Linked DNA regions of Mus musculus: region 2 is linked to region 1. Evidence: chromatin contacts called from public Micro-C data. All regions are on one chromosome and are shown on one strand. The core of a region is the stretch at or near the end of the contact, and the rest is flanking DNA. Distances in the headings are between cores, read along the strand shown. Region 1 has its middle 120 kb from the start of Dock1. Region 2 holds the start of Dock1 (dedicator of cytokinesis 1).

Region 1 (3,186 bases), core at 338-2,837:
GAGAAATAGAAGTAGTAGTAGTAGTTGTTGCTGTTGTTTTAGCTGTTCCATAAACCTTAAAAACAGATTCCAAACCTGTGAGTACCAGACCTAAAAACCTCTTCAGAAGATTGTGGCTTATCCTGCAAGGCCAGTACCAAACACATGCAGGGCTGTTAGGTGCTGGGCACTTCCAGACCAACCACTGACATGACCATTTGGCAAGTGATCTTTGTTTTCATCATTGCCAAGACAGTTCTGCAGTCTGACGGAGTCCAACTATTTTTCCAGGGAACTGTGCAAAAGTAGCCTGTGTTCTAGACAGGCTGAGAAGCTGAGAGAATGTGGTACGCTGAGTTCATAAAGCTTTCAGATGTCCTGTACCCCATGAGGCAGCTCACATCTGGGACACATCTGTACTCATTTCTTAAGCAGAGTCAAAGACCATTCCCCAGTGGTTAGTGCAGCTAGAGCCTTCCCAGGAGCTCAAGAAAGGGAGAGGGGAAACTAGGTTCTTGGCACCATATCAAACTCTCCATGATGTCTTTTATACACTTTGACAAGCCTTCTGGACAATTAACAATGACATCACCTGGCCACTTTTAATCCACAAGCTTGGGGCATGGAGTGTGTGTGTGTGTGTGTGTGTGTGTGTGTGTGTGTGTGTGTGTGTGCACACGCGCGTGCAGAAATATGTCCTGCACATGTGGTAGGTGATGAAGCCAGTGTGGAATGTTTCTCCCTGACAGTGCTCGAGTAGAAATTCAGGATGCCTTCAGTGCTGTCTGGGGTCCTGCTTCGAGTGATTTCATCTGTTTCTTAAAATGCTCTGGAGATGCCCAAACCCAGGTATGGACTTCATTCAAGGTCACTTTTATAACATAAAGGGGAAAGCGGAGAAAACACAGCTGCTCTGAGCCTTTTGTATCTGATGCTGCAGCTTTCAATCCAGCCAAGAAACAAGAATGCTCACCATACAGCTATGCTAACCAATAAACTCATTTCTCTTCCAAGAAGCTGTTGCCACTCTATCTTCTTGCTGAGCTGCTGACCAGAACCTATCTTTGCACATAGAAATATGTGTTTGTGTGTTATTACATAAATACTATAAATACTGTATCTATTAGGTTGTAGCTTGACATGTTTGCCTTCCTTGTACTTCCTGGAAGAACTCCCCATACCAGTGTATATGAAGCAGATACTAAGAACTACAATTGAGTAGTCAAAGTCACACATATTTTACTCTTAAAAGGCCATGTCAAGTTGATCTCCTGAAATCCACAGGGGCTGACAGGACAGGCTGAAAAATTAGCTCAGAAGCATGGGTAAGCTGATTAACCTTTGTATGCCTCAGTTTCCTGACTTGTAATTGGACAACTGGTCAACCAACCCCTGCCTATGTCCCAGCAGCTGGGATGAGAACAAGATCAGACCTAGTGCGTGGCCACACTGGCGAAGCACAGAACCGAGTGCCAGTGTTAAGGATTAGTCACCATAGGGGGGTTTGGAAAAGGCAGCTGGTTCCAGCGCAGCTGCACTGGGCAGACCCAGGCTGTGGCCCGCCTGCTCCTGTTGCTGTTTAGAAGCCACACTGCTGCTTCCTCTTCGGCATTGTTTAACAGCTCCAGCCCTCCTCGGCTGCAGAATGAGCTGGCCCAGGCTTAGCCAGGCATACAAATGACTGTGTTTCCTTAATGGATTCTGAGCATGTGCACTGGCATTAATTTAAAGCCATTCATTGCACTTCTTATCAGGGTAAAGGACATTGGTGCATTTTACTGTTATCTTGAAGTTAATTTGAGGCTTTAAATATTTAAGTGTTTGATAACTTGTCGTCTGGGAGGGTGAAATACCATGAGAGGCTCAGACTGTATGTATTTATCTCTGGGTTAGATACGAGATTCCTCCCACTTCTCCCAAATAACACTGACTTGCAAAGAAGTCCTTTTAAAATTCATTTTCAGGCTATTGATTCTTTCAGAATGAAGATGCTCTATCAAGAGGCAAAGAAATTACTTCTGAATAGCTTCCTGTTCTATGGACTGTGTGGGTTGGAGCAGTGATGTATGCAAGTGTGCAAAGATACAGGTGGCGAGATGAGCTACGAGCATTCTAGAAGCAGCTCTCTAGTGGCCGTGTCCCATCCTTTTTGAGAGCCTTCATCCGGACTCAGTCTGCCATGCCAGATAAGCATGGCAGGGAGTTGGCCCTCCTGTTAGAAGACACATGCTTTGTGGTGTTTTGAAAGCGAGTTACAGCTTTCATGAAGCACCTCTTTTTCCCTAGTCAAATGTCCTTAGTACAACTCAACTTTCCTTCCTTCCTGAATGAATGAATGAGTGAATGAATAAATGAATGACTCAGAAGAGTTGTCAGTGACAGCTGCATTGTTTGGAACAGGATACATGTTCAGATGGATGCAGATTGATGGACTAAGTTTCAAGGTGAACTGTGTGCAAAGGAGAGTGTGCATAGCCCAAGCCAAGCAGAGTCACCAGTTGCTAAGGAATCCCTATGCATGCCAGCCTCAGGAGAGGAACTGTCCACCCATGCTTCATGCCAGCTCTCCCCCTCTCACCCAGTACTTGACCTGGGGCCGGCATCTCCTTCACTTAAAACAACATAGGAATTTTTGAAAGCATCTCCTTCAGACCTCAGTTTATAGTTAATTACAGAATACATGAGAGCATTAAACCCAGTTCCAGGCGGAGAGGTGAAAGCTGCACTATTGAAAAGAATCCATGATGTCCGTCTTGTGTAGAAGACCTCATGGGGACTAAAATAAAGAATAAAGCCAAACCTACAGCTTGGGCCCAAGGATGTTCAGAATGGGACTAGAGCCATGGAGTGCTCAAAGAAGTTCCAAACTATACAAAGAGGATGTGGCATTAGAAGACCTTGCACCTACGCATGTGCAGTAGAGAAATAAGGATGGAGACCAGAGAACACACAGCTGAGGGGCTACTTCAGAACTGAAATAACCCCAGGCAAAGGACCGTGGGGTGTGGGCTGGGGTCTGTGGTAGGGAATCCATGATTCTAAAACATGACTGGACCGGGTCGAAAACACGTCCCATGCACAACCCACAGAATGACAGATGGTGACTCTGTGAATGACAGCTAAGACATTCGACATTGTGTAGCTGAAAGTGAGCCAGCTGGATGCCTTTAAAGTGAAGCAGGGCAATGATGTAATCCCAGCTGTGCG
Region 2 (3,186 bases), core at 493-2,992, 120 kb after region 1:
TAAAGTGGGCCAGGCACTTGACTCTGAGCACCCCACTTCTGGTTAGCACCTTTGGTTGCTTCTCTTTGGAGCAGGTGAGTTACTGGACCCCACCCTCAAGGCCTGAACCCTTGAGGTTTCGGATTTTAGTGAATGCTGGAGGCCACGTGGGAGGTGAGCCCTGGCAGCTTCCCTTTTGAGGGACTGAAGTTCCTTATCAGTGAAAGGAGCCTGTGACTTTCTATGAATCAGTGGCTGAATTGCTAGAAATCTTAGTTGTATATTATCTTGAACTGGGGAGGTTCTCTCTCACCTTCCCCATCCAGGAGCTCCTGGCTATTTAAGCTGCATTCTGGACGGGTTGATATAACTGCTCCAGGCTGGGGTGGCCCTGTCTACAGCAGGTAGGCACCTGACCTTTCCAATTCTAGTTGAGTTGGCCCCTCTCTGGCTCTGACATGCAATCTTACACAATGTAGCCTTCATTCTTTTAAACTTTCATTCCTTTAGTCCTTGAAGATTCCCAGGCTGGTGTCTTTGTCATTGTTTCTAGGATGCAAGAGAGGGCACACAGTAGAATATGCAATCTCATTTGCCCCTTCTAATAGCTTGCTGTGGACCCGAGGTCCCCTTGCACCCCTCCCCTTAGTTTTAACCTTTTCTTGGATTCTAATGAACGCTCAGGGTGTGTCTATGGGCAGGCCTTGAAGAAATCGGAAGTATTGCACTTGTGGGTGGCTGGCACTGGGTGAGTCTGAGACCAGCCTCCTTCAGATTAGAGTTGCTAGGAGCTGCTTGTTCTAAGCTGGAACTGGCTTCCTTTCTCTTCCCACTTCCTCTCTTTCCCCACTTCAGCAGGCCCAGTTCCTACTGAACGCCTCAAAGTTGCTGCAAACTAGGAGCCTCATTGTGCTGCTCCAGACCCTCAACACCCAAAGAGATCTGGGCTGTTAGAAACACCCAGGGGCTGCAAAGTCTTTTCCTAGGCTTCTCTTACCAGTGCTGACTGTACATCACCACTCCCATCAGCTACTAGGCACGCTCAATGCGCTCAGACCCTGGCAAAATGGGTGCCCACTTTGAATGAATGAATGAACTACGATGAACTCCTAGCTCTGCTCCAACGCTCTCCACCAGGTCAGAACTGGGGTTTCCGCACTTCACACCAGTGAGTACATGTGTGGTGTCTGACTATTTGTGTTAGATCCAGGCCTAGAGGGCTATAAGGATTTGTGGTGTGTGTGTTCGCGCGTGCACGCTTGTGTGTGAAAAGATAGCACTTTGTGAGGTGCAGGGTACAGTGTTCAGGATGGTGTGCGTGGTGTGTGTGTGTTGTGTGTGTGTGTGTGTGTGTATGTGTGTACCCTGTATGGTACAGAGTGCAGAGTGTTTGGGATGCTGGGTGCTCGGTGTTCAAAGTAGAGTGTGGGTAAAGAGTGCTGGATGCGGTGCAGAGTAGACAGTGCAGGGTGAGGACCATACAGTGCAGATTAGTAGGTGCGAGGTGCACGGTGTTTAGTGGAAAGTAGAGGATGTGAGTTGCACGGTTCCTGCAGCATGCAGGGCGTCCATGGGCTCCGGGAAGCAGCCTGGGTCCCTCGAGGGACCCGGCGGGCCGAGCCCCAGGGCACGCGCGCCTGGGCGGGCTACAGCCGGCCGCCGTCCCGCCTCTCGCCGGCGCTCCCGGCCTTTCCCATCCGGCCCGCGACGCTCCGCCCGCCCCGTCCCACATGACACCGCCTCCGCCGCAAACTTTTTCCTCCCCATCCTGTCGCGGCGGGGAAGGAATGGAAGATGGCGGCCTAGGCGCAGAGTTTCCTGCCCGAGCAGCGGCGGCAGCAGCGGCGGCTCCAGTGGGCTGCGGCCAGCGCCACCATGACGCGCTGGGTCCCCACCAAGCGAGAGGAGAAGTACGGCGTGGGTGAGCAGCGCGCCGCCCCGCGCCCGCCCCGCGCGCAACTTCCCCGCCGCGGCGCCCAGCCTGTTGCCGCGCGGTGCGGAGCCCGGCCCGCCCGGGGCTGGAGCCCGCGTGGGGAACCCGGGGACCCTCCGGGGTCCACCGTGCTCCTCATTCCCGCGCATTCGCTCTGTCGTAGTCCCGTGTGCTCCTGCGTGCGCGGGGCTCCCGGGGTCATTGTTTGTGTGCGTTTTGGCTTCTTCGGGAAACTTCTGTTTGGCATCCGGGACTCCGGGTGGACACTTTTCATTGTGCAGCGCTCGGATCTGTGAAGCCTCCTTTTCTCGCGTGAGGAGTGGCTGCGCCTCCCGGGTTGGGTCGGTGCCGCCTTTCCCGCCCTGGATGGTAGGGGACACTCAGGCGCTCCTGTGTCCCCGGGGCTCTGGAAACGGACCTCGAGGGCGGGGACCTGGTTTTGCCTTTGTCGCTTCCCTAGGGGGTAGAAGGAGTAGGGTTGCAAGCTTACTTTTGATCCAAGGAGTCCCGCTTTCCTCAATGGCCAGACAGTCCCAGAGCCCTGCAGACCTTGTCTCGCCCCCCAGCTAGCCCACATCAAAAGTCAGGTCTGTCTAGGCCTCAGGGCTCGCTGGCATTCCAGATTTGACCATTCCGTTTCCAGGCTCCTGCTCTCTTTTCCCTAAGGATCCTCTGACGCCCAGCCTCACCTGAGCAGAGACTCTGACTTGCAAGCAGGCATTTCTTGGGGATTTGCAAGCAAGCATTTAGGGGAGCTTGCTGCCTTCCACCCTAAGGGCTGCCTTGGGGCACTTTCTCAGCAGCTGTCTGTTCTAGGCATGCCTTCAGCACCGTCTTGCAGGCCTAGTTCATGTCCCAGCCCGCTGTCTTTGAAAGCTTCCCGGAGACTCCAGTCTACAAGGCCGTGTCCTTCCTTTGAACTCCAGTTACTTATTTCTGTAACAAGTAGGAGATGGTGGCCATGGGGGCAGGGCTGGAGAAGCCTAGGGCCCCTACCTCCACTCTAGGCCCACACCCAGGTTTGGAGGATTTTTCCCTGCGTTGTGAACACTGGAGCTGAGCTCCACCTGTGCTTGGCCGACCTTTCAGAGGCCCATGGCAGAGCTGGGAAGGGCTGTTAGAGTCCCATCTATTTAATTTGGGATGAGGGTCCTACTTAGGATGGCTTCAGGGTGTGGGAGGTTTTCTCTTGGGGTTGCCCAGGACTGTTGAAAGAACAGCTAGAAGAGTGGCAGGGGCAAGCAGAAAGCCAGATAGTCGGGGTGCAGTTGAGG

Evidence for each region. Hi-C and Micro-C count contacts between places; a contact is called where the count stands out from the background.
Region 2: a Micro-C map of stem cell-derived neural progenitor cells shows a contact between it and region 1, with 2.1 times the contacts expected there. The contact joins the promoter of Dock1 here to the enhancer-like site in region 1. A contact is called at or near these places in 1 of 39 promoter capture datasets (the 3T3-L1 cell line), 1 of 484 Hi-C or Micro-C datasets (stem cell-derived neural progenitor cells), 2 of 115 datasets of contacts at active chromatin or transcription factors (bone marrow-derived macrophages and microglia) and 1 of 9 other capture datasets (pancreatic islet).

What each region holds. Positions count from the first base shown.
Region 1 is chr7:134,549,039-134,552,224 of GRCm38.p6, forward strand. No RefSeq gene overlaps it. Among named protein-coding and RNA genes, the nearest start is that of Dock1, 120 kb to the right of the region's middle. Within about 2 kb of position 1,588, at least 59 of the 459 cell types and tissues checked have an H3K27ac peak or open chromatin away from gene starts, as enhancers often do. A contact at or near this core is called in stem cell-derived neural progenitor cells, where this site is marked.
Region 2 is chr7:134,668,945-134,672,130 of GRCm38.p6, forward strand. Dock1 (dedicator of cytokinesis 1) reads left to right here and starts at 1,743. Exons shown (of 52, transcript NM_001033420.2): 1 at 1,743-1,900. The coding sequence starts at 1,855.